Regions from separate parts of the Mus musculus genome. Here region 1 is linked to region 2. A link is a contact called in public HiChIP or PLAC-seq data. All regions are on one chromosome and are shown on one strand. The core of a region is the stretch at or near the end of the contact, and the rest is flanking DNA. Distances in the headings are between cores, read along the strand shown. Region 1 has its middle 15 kb from the start of Gm36703. Region 2 has its middle 100 kb from the start of Gm41044.

Evidence for each region. HiChIP or PLAC-seq counts read pairs in DNA pulled down with a chosen protein or histone mark.
Region 1: an H3K27ac HiChIP or PLAC-seq map of neural progenitor cells shows a contact between it and region 2, with 8 times the contacts expected there. The contact joins two enhancer-like sites. A contact is called at or near these places in 2 of 484 Hi-C or Micro-C datasets (cerebral cortex and nephron progenitors) and 2 of 115 datasets of contacts at active chromatin or transcription factors (cardiomyocytes and neural progenitor cells).

Annotation. Positions count from the first base shown.
Region 1 is chr13:102,333,174-102,336,677 of GRCm38.p6, reverse strand. No RefSeq gene overlaps it. Among named protein-coding and RNA genes, the nearest start is that of Gm36703, 15 kb to the left of the region's middle. Within about 2 kb of position 2,182, at least 19 of the 459 cell types and tissues checked have an H3K27ac peak or open chromatin away from gene starts, as enhancers often do. A contact at or near this core is called in neural progenitor cells, where this site is marked.
Region 2 is chr13:101,912,808-101,916,158 of GRCm38.p6, reverse strand. No RefSeq gene overlaps it. Among named protein-coding and RNA genes, the nearest start is that of Gm41044, 100 kb to the left of the region's middle. Within about 2 kb of position 1,253, at least 50 of the 459 cell types and tissues checked have an H3K27ac peak or open chromatin away from gene starts, as enhancers often do. A contact at or near this core is called in neural progenitor cells, where this site is marked.

The DNA of each region.
Region 1 (3,504 bases), core at 933-3,432, 420 kb before region 2:
AACAAACCCACACACCTATGGACACTTGTTTTTTGACACAGAAGCCAAAACTATACAAGGGAAAAGGGAAAGCATCTTCAATAAATGGTGCTGTACTAACTAGGTGTCTGTATGTAGAAGAATGCAAATAGATCCTTATCTATCACACTTTATAAAACTCAAGTCCAAATGGATCAAAGACCTCAATGTAAAATCAGACACATTTAACCTAGTAAAACAGAAAGTGGGGAGTAGCCTTGAACTGGTCAGTACAGGAGACAATCTCCTGAACAGACCACCAATGGCTCGGGCACTAAGGTCAAGAATTGATAAATGGGACCTCATGAAACTGAAAAGCTTCTGTAAGTCAAAGGATACTATCAATAGGACAAATCGGTAGCCACCAGATTGGGAAAAGATATTCACTAGCCCTACATCTGACAGAGAGCTAATAGCCAAAATATGTAAAGAACTCAAGAAATTAAACATCAACAACCCAAATAACTCAATTAAAAAAAATGGGGTATAGAGCTAAATAGAGAATTCTCAACAGAGGAATCTCGAATGGCCAATGAACACCTAAAGGAATGTTCAACAGTTAGTCATCAGGGAAATGCAAATCAAAATGATTCTGAGATTTATACCCATCTCAATGGCTAAGATTAAAAAAAACCAAAGGACAGCACATGCTGGCGAGGTTGTGGAGCAAGGGGAAACACTCCTCATTTCTGGTGGGAGTGCAAACTTGTACAACCACTCTGGAGATCGATTTGGTAGTTTCTCAGAAAACTGGGAATAATTATACCCCAAGACCCAGCTATGCCACTCCTAGGCATATACCCAAGAGCACTTGCTCAACTATGTTCACAGCAGCTTTATTCATAATAGCCAGAAACTGGAAACTCAGCCACTAAAAACAAGGATATCTATCATGAGCTGCACAGTCAAATGGATGGAACTAGAAATTATCATCCTGAGCGAAGTAACCCAGAACCAAAAGGACATGCATGGTATGTCCTCACTTATATGTAGGTATTAGCCATAAAATACAAGATAACTATACTATAGTCAACAGACCCAAAGAAGTCAAATAACAAGGAGGACCCAAGGGAGAATGGCTGAATCTTTCTCAGACAGGGAAACAAAATGGATATTGGAGGTCAATGGAAGGAGGGAACTGTGTGGGAGAGGGGATGGGAAGAGGAGCAGAGGGAGGAGGTGGGATCAGAGGTAGAGAAAGCAGGGTAGAGAAGGGAAATGGGTGGGGTGGGAGGGGGCTCCACCCAGCAGCCGACAGAAAGAGATGCAGAGACTCACTCCCAAATATTAGATGGAGCTTGGGAGTCTTATGGAAGAGTTGGGAGGAAGATTGAAGGACCAGAGTAGGATAGAGGTTCCACAGGAAGACAAACAGAGACAACTGTCCTGGACCCTTATGGGCTACCGGAGAGTGATTTACTAACTAAAGAGCAAGCACAGGTTGGACCTGGGCCCCTGAACATATGTAGCAGATGAGCAGCTGGGTCTTCATGTGGGTTCTCCAAGCAACTGGAGCAAGGGCTGAACCTCTTGCCTTGTCTGGCCTAGTCCTCCAGGGAGTTGATGAGCAAAGGTCTGGGGGCAGGCAGTTAACACCCAGAGGGGGATTTTCCAGTCTCAAAAGAGAAGGTAGAATGGGTGGAGGACTTCCGTGAGGAGTACTAGGAGGAGAAGGAGGGATGATATTGGGTTGTAAAGTGAATAAATAAATTTAATAATGCTTAGGATTGTTATCTAAGGCAAACTCTAAACTGTCCCATCTGAGACTTCCATTTTCCGTTTCTTTCATTTCTTTTGGAATCTAACAGGCACTCGGCCTCAAGGTTGTCATGGGGATTTTTCTTTCTTTCTTTCTTTCTTTTTTTTTTAACTAGAAAAGTATTTCTTTTTGAGCACTGCTTGTCCTTCTGGCTACCTAGTTTAGCTCCTTCATCTTGGCTGGCTATTTGCAGTTTGATTTTTCACAGGGGTTTCCTTGTGCATACAGAAGCTGCTAGACTACTTGGGTATACATTATAACAGTGAGGGGAAAAAGTAAAAGAGTTTAATAAGCAGAGGTATTAACGGCTTTCAAATGAGTTGGCAATATATCCTCTCTCCCCTTCCTCCATCGCCACACCAAGAGGCACCTGCAAACAACAACAGTGATGACGGATGATCTGGAAGTGCCTTGCAGGGCCCATCCATCACACGCAAACTCAGGTCCGTGCCGCTTGGCTTGTGCTAAATGTGGCCTCGGAGACTAGAGTTTGGCTGCGCTCCAAGGCCCCTCTCTGGCTTCTGTCTTGCTGTTTTTATATATGATCTGCAGGTGTTACTGATATAATTTGTCCAAGAATTATGTCTGATGTCATGCTTACGAGTCTAGATTTTCGGGGGGTCAGTATGGTAGTATAGGAGAAGCCCCACCCCCACCCCGAAACGCACTCCCTGGTGATTGCATAATTAACAGCCTAGAAATAGCTTCGCGTGCCTGTTGCTGAGATGTGAACATATGGTTATCACTAATTTGGAATCGCCTTTGAGAACTAATTCAATTTGGAATAAGAGATCTAACCAGCATTTAGCATCAAACATATGATTATAATTTTAGAATTATGGAGAGAAGACTCAATCTCTTGGGCATTTTAGAGAGAAGACATCTTTTCAAAGGGTGGGGGAAGGGCTGGATGCTGGATGCTGGACAAGCAGATGCCACAGGTTGAAATGAAGACTTTTATTTGTTTATTATTTATATTAATTAATTAAGTAATTACCATAGAGCCAGTCTGTAGCTAAGAATCCTGCCTGCTGGGATGACAGGAACACACCCTCATGTGTACCTCCTGATGAACTTTAGTCACAGTCAGTGAAAGTGTTCCCTGTGGCTAATGCATTGATTTGTATAACCGTGCATTTAGGGCCTTTCTGTTTTTTCCCCCTTCTCTGTAAAATACTAGTTGGTTGCTTGGCTGAATCAAGCTGCACCAGTAAGGAAGGATGTTTTCTGAAATACATTGTTTCCATGGTCATATTTCTCAAAGATAAAATAGGTTCTTTTGTCACATATGACTACAAAATTGCTTCATTTGGGAATTTCACTGCATTAGACTTAGAATATGGAAAAAGTCAGAGAAAATTAAATAAAGTAATACCACACCATTTAAGTCCATGTGTAACATTTTGTGTATATGTATGTATACAATGTGTGAGTGTGTATGTGTGTGCGTGTTTGTGTGTGTGATTTCCTTATAGCTAAATGAATACAGGAGGAGAAAAGGCTTTGAGATTTATGAAGTTGACAGGGGATTCTTGTCTCTTCCAAAGAGCCACGAAGAGCCTGTGAAGAATGCAACCAAGCTGAGTTAAATGAAAAAGGAGCCAGGGCATTAGACTGGATGTGTCCACTTCTGTCACTAAAATAATTCATTTTCATTTTCACCGCTCTTGTTCTCAATGTGAAGGAGAAAAACCCCACACCTTTTTAAAAAATATTTTTATTAGGTA
Region 2 (3,351 bases), core at 4-2,503:
AACATATTTGAGCGCGATGACCAGATGACTAGAAATAGCCTAGGTCATTTGTTCTGTTAGCAAAGTTAGCTCCTCCCTTTCTTCAACTAATCTATGATTGTGTTTCTCGCACTTAATAATGGGTGTGAATTGAAAATGTGATACCAGATAAAGAAAAGAAAAACTAAAGTCTCCTTTTCCAGAGCCTATCACCACGAGAGCATGGGCTCTGACATTTCTGTTCTTTTCTTTTTGTTTCTCACACGCATGAGAGATTCCAGGAAAGCTTTCTTTTCTTTTCTTTCTTTTTTCAGCCTTTTTTTCTTCAAACTAAGTAGCGTTGGTACCCTGAGCCAGAGAGTGCAGTGGCTGGTGAGCGAGTGTTGACTTGTCTAAGCAAAGCACTGCTCAGAGCATTAGGAAAGGGAAATCCAGGGACTGGGAGCAGATTGTGGCAATTCCCACACACTTTGTCTCACTCTCTTCTAGCTGGGTATGCGTGGCTAAAGTCACGTTGCAGCCTCGCCTTGCAAGGAGGGAAACAATAAGCTAACAGGCTTCCAGCATAGACTTCTCACATTGGCCTCCAGAAGTTAAAATGAGTACAAGGCAGACTTCCAATCCCTAAAGAGGTTGTTGTGTATGTAAACACACACACATACTCCACACACACACTGTACATACCACACATATACATATATATGCACACACAGAGACATACAGACACACACTCCACATACCACACACAACACACTATACACACACCACACACACACACACACACACACACACACACACTACACCATACACACACATACACACATACCATACATACTTTATACATTACACACCACATACACACATGCACACATCACATACACACCACACACATACCAACCACATACACCAGCCCTAAAATAAAACATCTACTGAATACAACTTCCAACTGGGGCACAGATCTGAACAAAAAACACATTTCCTCACAACTTTGTTGCCTGGGAGTGTCTTTCTGGACCCCCTCTGTACACCACTTCTATACACACCTTCAAGATACCAAGCACTCCTGAACACTGCCTTTCTTGACCCTGGATACCAAAGAGACGTTCTGCCTTTGTAAAAGGCCACCCCTGAATAGTCTTGCTAATGTATACCTTATCTGTGGAGACAGAGATAAGAAGGCCCAATCAATAGCAGCCTGTGTATAGAACAAAGCTTTGGCTTAAATACTAAGGCTAAGAGCAACTTGGACGAAATAGGGAACTGGGCTTAGGCCAAAGTCTGGAGCTGCTGCTGGTGCAAAGAGGGCGGTTTTTTGTGTGGTAGATTTACAGCATGCAGCATAGACCATCAGCCCTCCTGACTGCCCTTAAGAGAGTTAGACATCCCGATTTGCATTCCCCACATGGCTCTTAGAAGCATCCTGAAGCTTGGCCACAAGCCAACAAGACTTGGAACGCCAAGATTCAAGATACCATTTTTTTTTTCTGGTTCACAGTATTTCTAAATATGAACTCTCCTTCTAAGCAAGGAGAATTTAATTTTTTTTCTAAGCAACAAAATTTTTATAGAGATCAAGGTAAGGAAAGCTACTGTTTTTGTCTGGTTCTCTTCAGCTGGGGTCTGGGTCCTCTTCCCATCACACTGGCCACGTAGGGCATAATAGGGCTTATATACTGGGTTTAGTATACAGATAGGTTCTCAGATCTGCATGGTTTATTGTCCTAATTTCTTTTTCTGTTGCTGTGTAAAATAAAGACAACTTAAGAGAGAATGGACTTGTTCTGGTCCAGAGTTCAGGTTAAGGTCCACTCTGGCAGAAAAGTCACAGTGGCAGGAACTGAAAGGAGCTGGTTACGTCATATTCGGAGACAGAATGAACGGGCAACAGACACCAGCATGTTGGTGCTCTCCTTCATTTCTCTGTTTTAAACATGTCAAGGCTTGGTCCTGCCCACCATCATGAATCAGGACAGTCCTTCACAGACATGCCTTAAGACCTATCTCCTGGGTGACTCTAGAGTCTGTCAAGGTGACAAATAACACTAATCGTCACATCTAGAGCAGTCGTTCTCACCATTCCTAACCCTGTGGCCCTTTCATGTTGTGGGACACCTCCCCCCCCCCTGCCCCCAGCCATAAAATTACTTTCATTGCTACTTCATAACTGTAATTTTGCTACTGATATGAGTCATAGTGTAAGTATCTGTGTTTTCTGATGGTCTTAGGCAACCCCCTGTAAAAGGGTTGTTCAACCTCCGCAAAGAAGGTCACAACTCACAGGTTGAGAATTGCTAGCCTGGAGGTACAACTGAGTCACAGAAGGTGCTCACTCTCTTTCCTGTTCATCTTGTGGGCCCTGGAATTTAGGGGGAGCTAGACTCACAGAAGGAGGTTTTTGCTTGCTGCTTTGCTTTGCTTTGCTTTGGAAAACAAGATTTTAGATTGTGGGGGTTATTTGTTTGTGGTTGTTTGTTTTTGCCAATTGGAAACAAACAAAAACTACCATGGGAGTGACACCAGTGAGCTCCCAGTCATCAGACTTTGTATTTTCAAAAGGGTGTTTGTCCTGTTGACCCAGTCTCTTCAATTGGTCATATGGTCGATACTGACAGCTTTCTTTTTAAATGTCCCCAAGGGTGGCACAAGGGTGTCTTGGATTTTGACCACAACTAAATCTGAAAGCTGCTTTTGATAGTCCCAATAATCGGTGCCTTTTCGTTTCCTGCTCTAGAAGTAGTTACTTACCTTGAGTGTGAGTTGGATTTATTTTTGAGGTGCTGAGATTTGAACCCAAGGCCTTATGCATGGCTAGGTCAGCTCCCTACAACCACTAAATCCTAGTCCCCAAGATTCCCATCTATAGAGTAGAATACAGCAAAAGTAATGCTATAAGTTTCTCAAGACTGGATAATGTGTGCCCATGGCCGTCTATTTTTCTAGCATTCTTATCCCCAGGAGTCTTAAGAAAAGGCTATGAACTTTGTGAGAGGCTGAGGTGTAGAGTTTCTGAACAGTAGCTGTCAACCATCCTGTGCAAACCCCACCCCTACCCCACCTTTGTTCTTCAAACAACACTGGGATGCAAGTATTTGCATGGCATTTTCATTGTATTCATTGTTATCAAGAGATAATTTAAAGTATACAGAAGGATGTAGATCAGTTCTGTGCAAAGAGTGCTTAGTTTTATATAAGGGTCTTGAGCATCCAGTCTCCCATGGATACCAAGGAACAGCTATATATCTCCACTTCTACTTTTGTCAACAAGTTTCTCTGTAACACAGTGTCCTACTTTTATGTGGCTGCTTTTCTCTGAGTGAGAAAAACAATTTTTTTTTAAAAAAATCTGAAATCATTGTTCTATTAGAAAAAAAA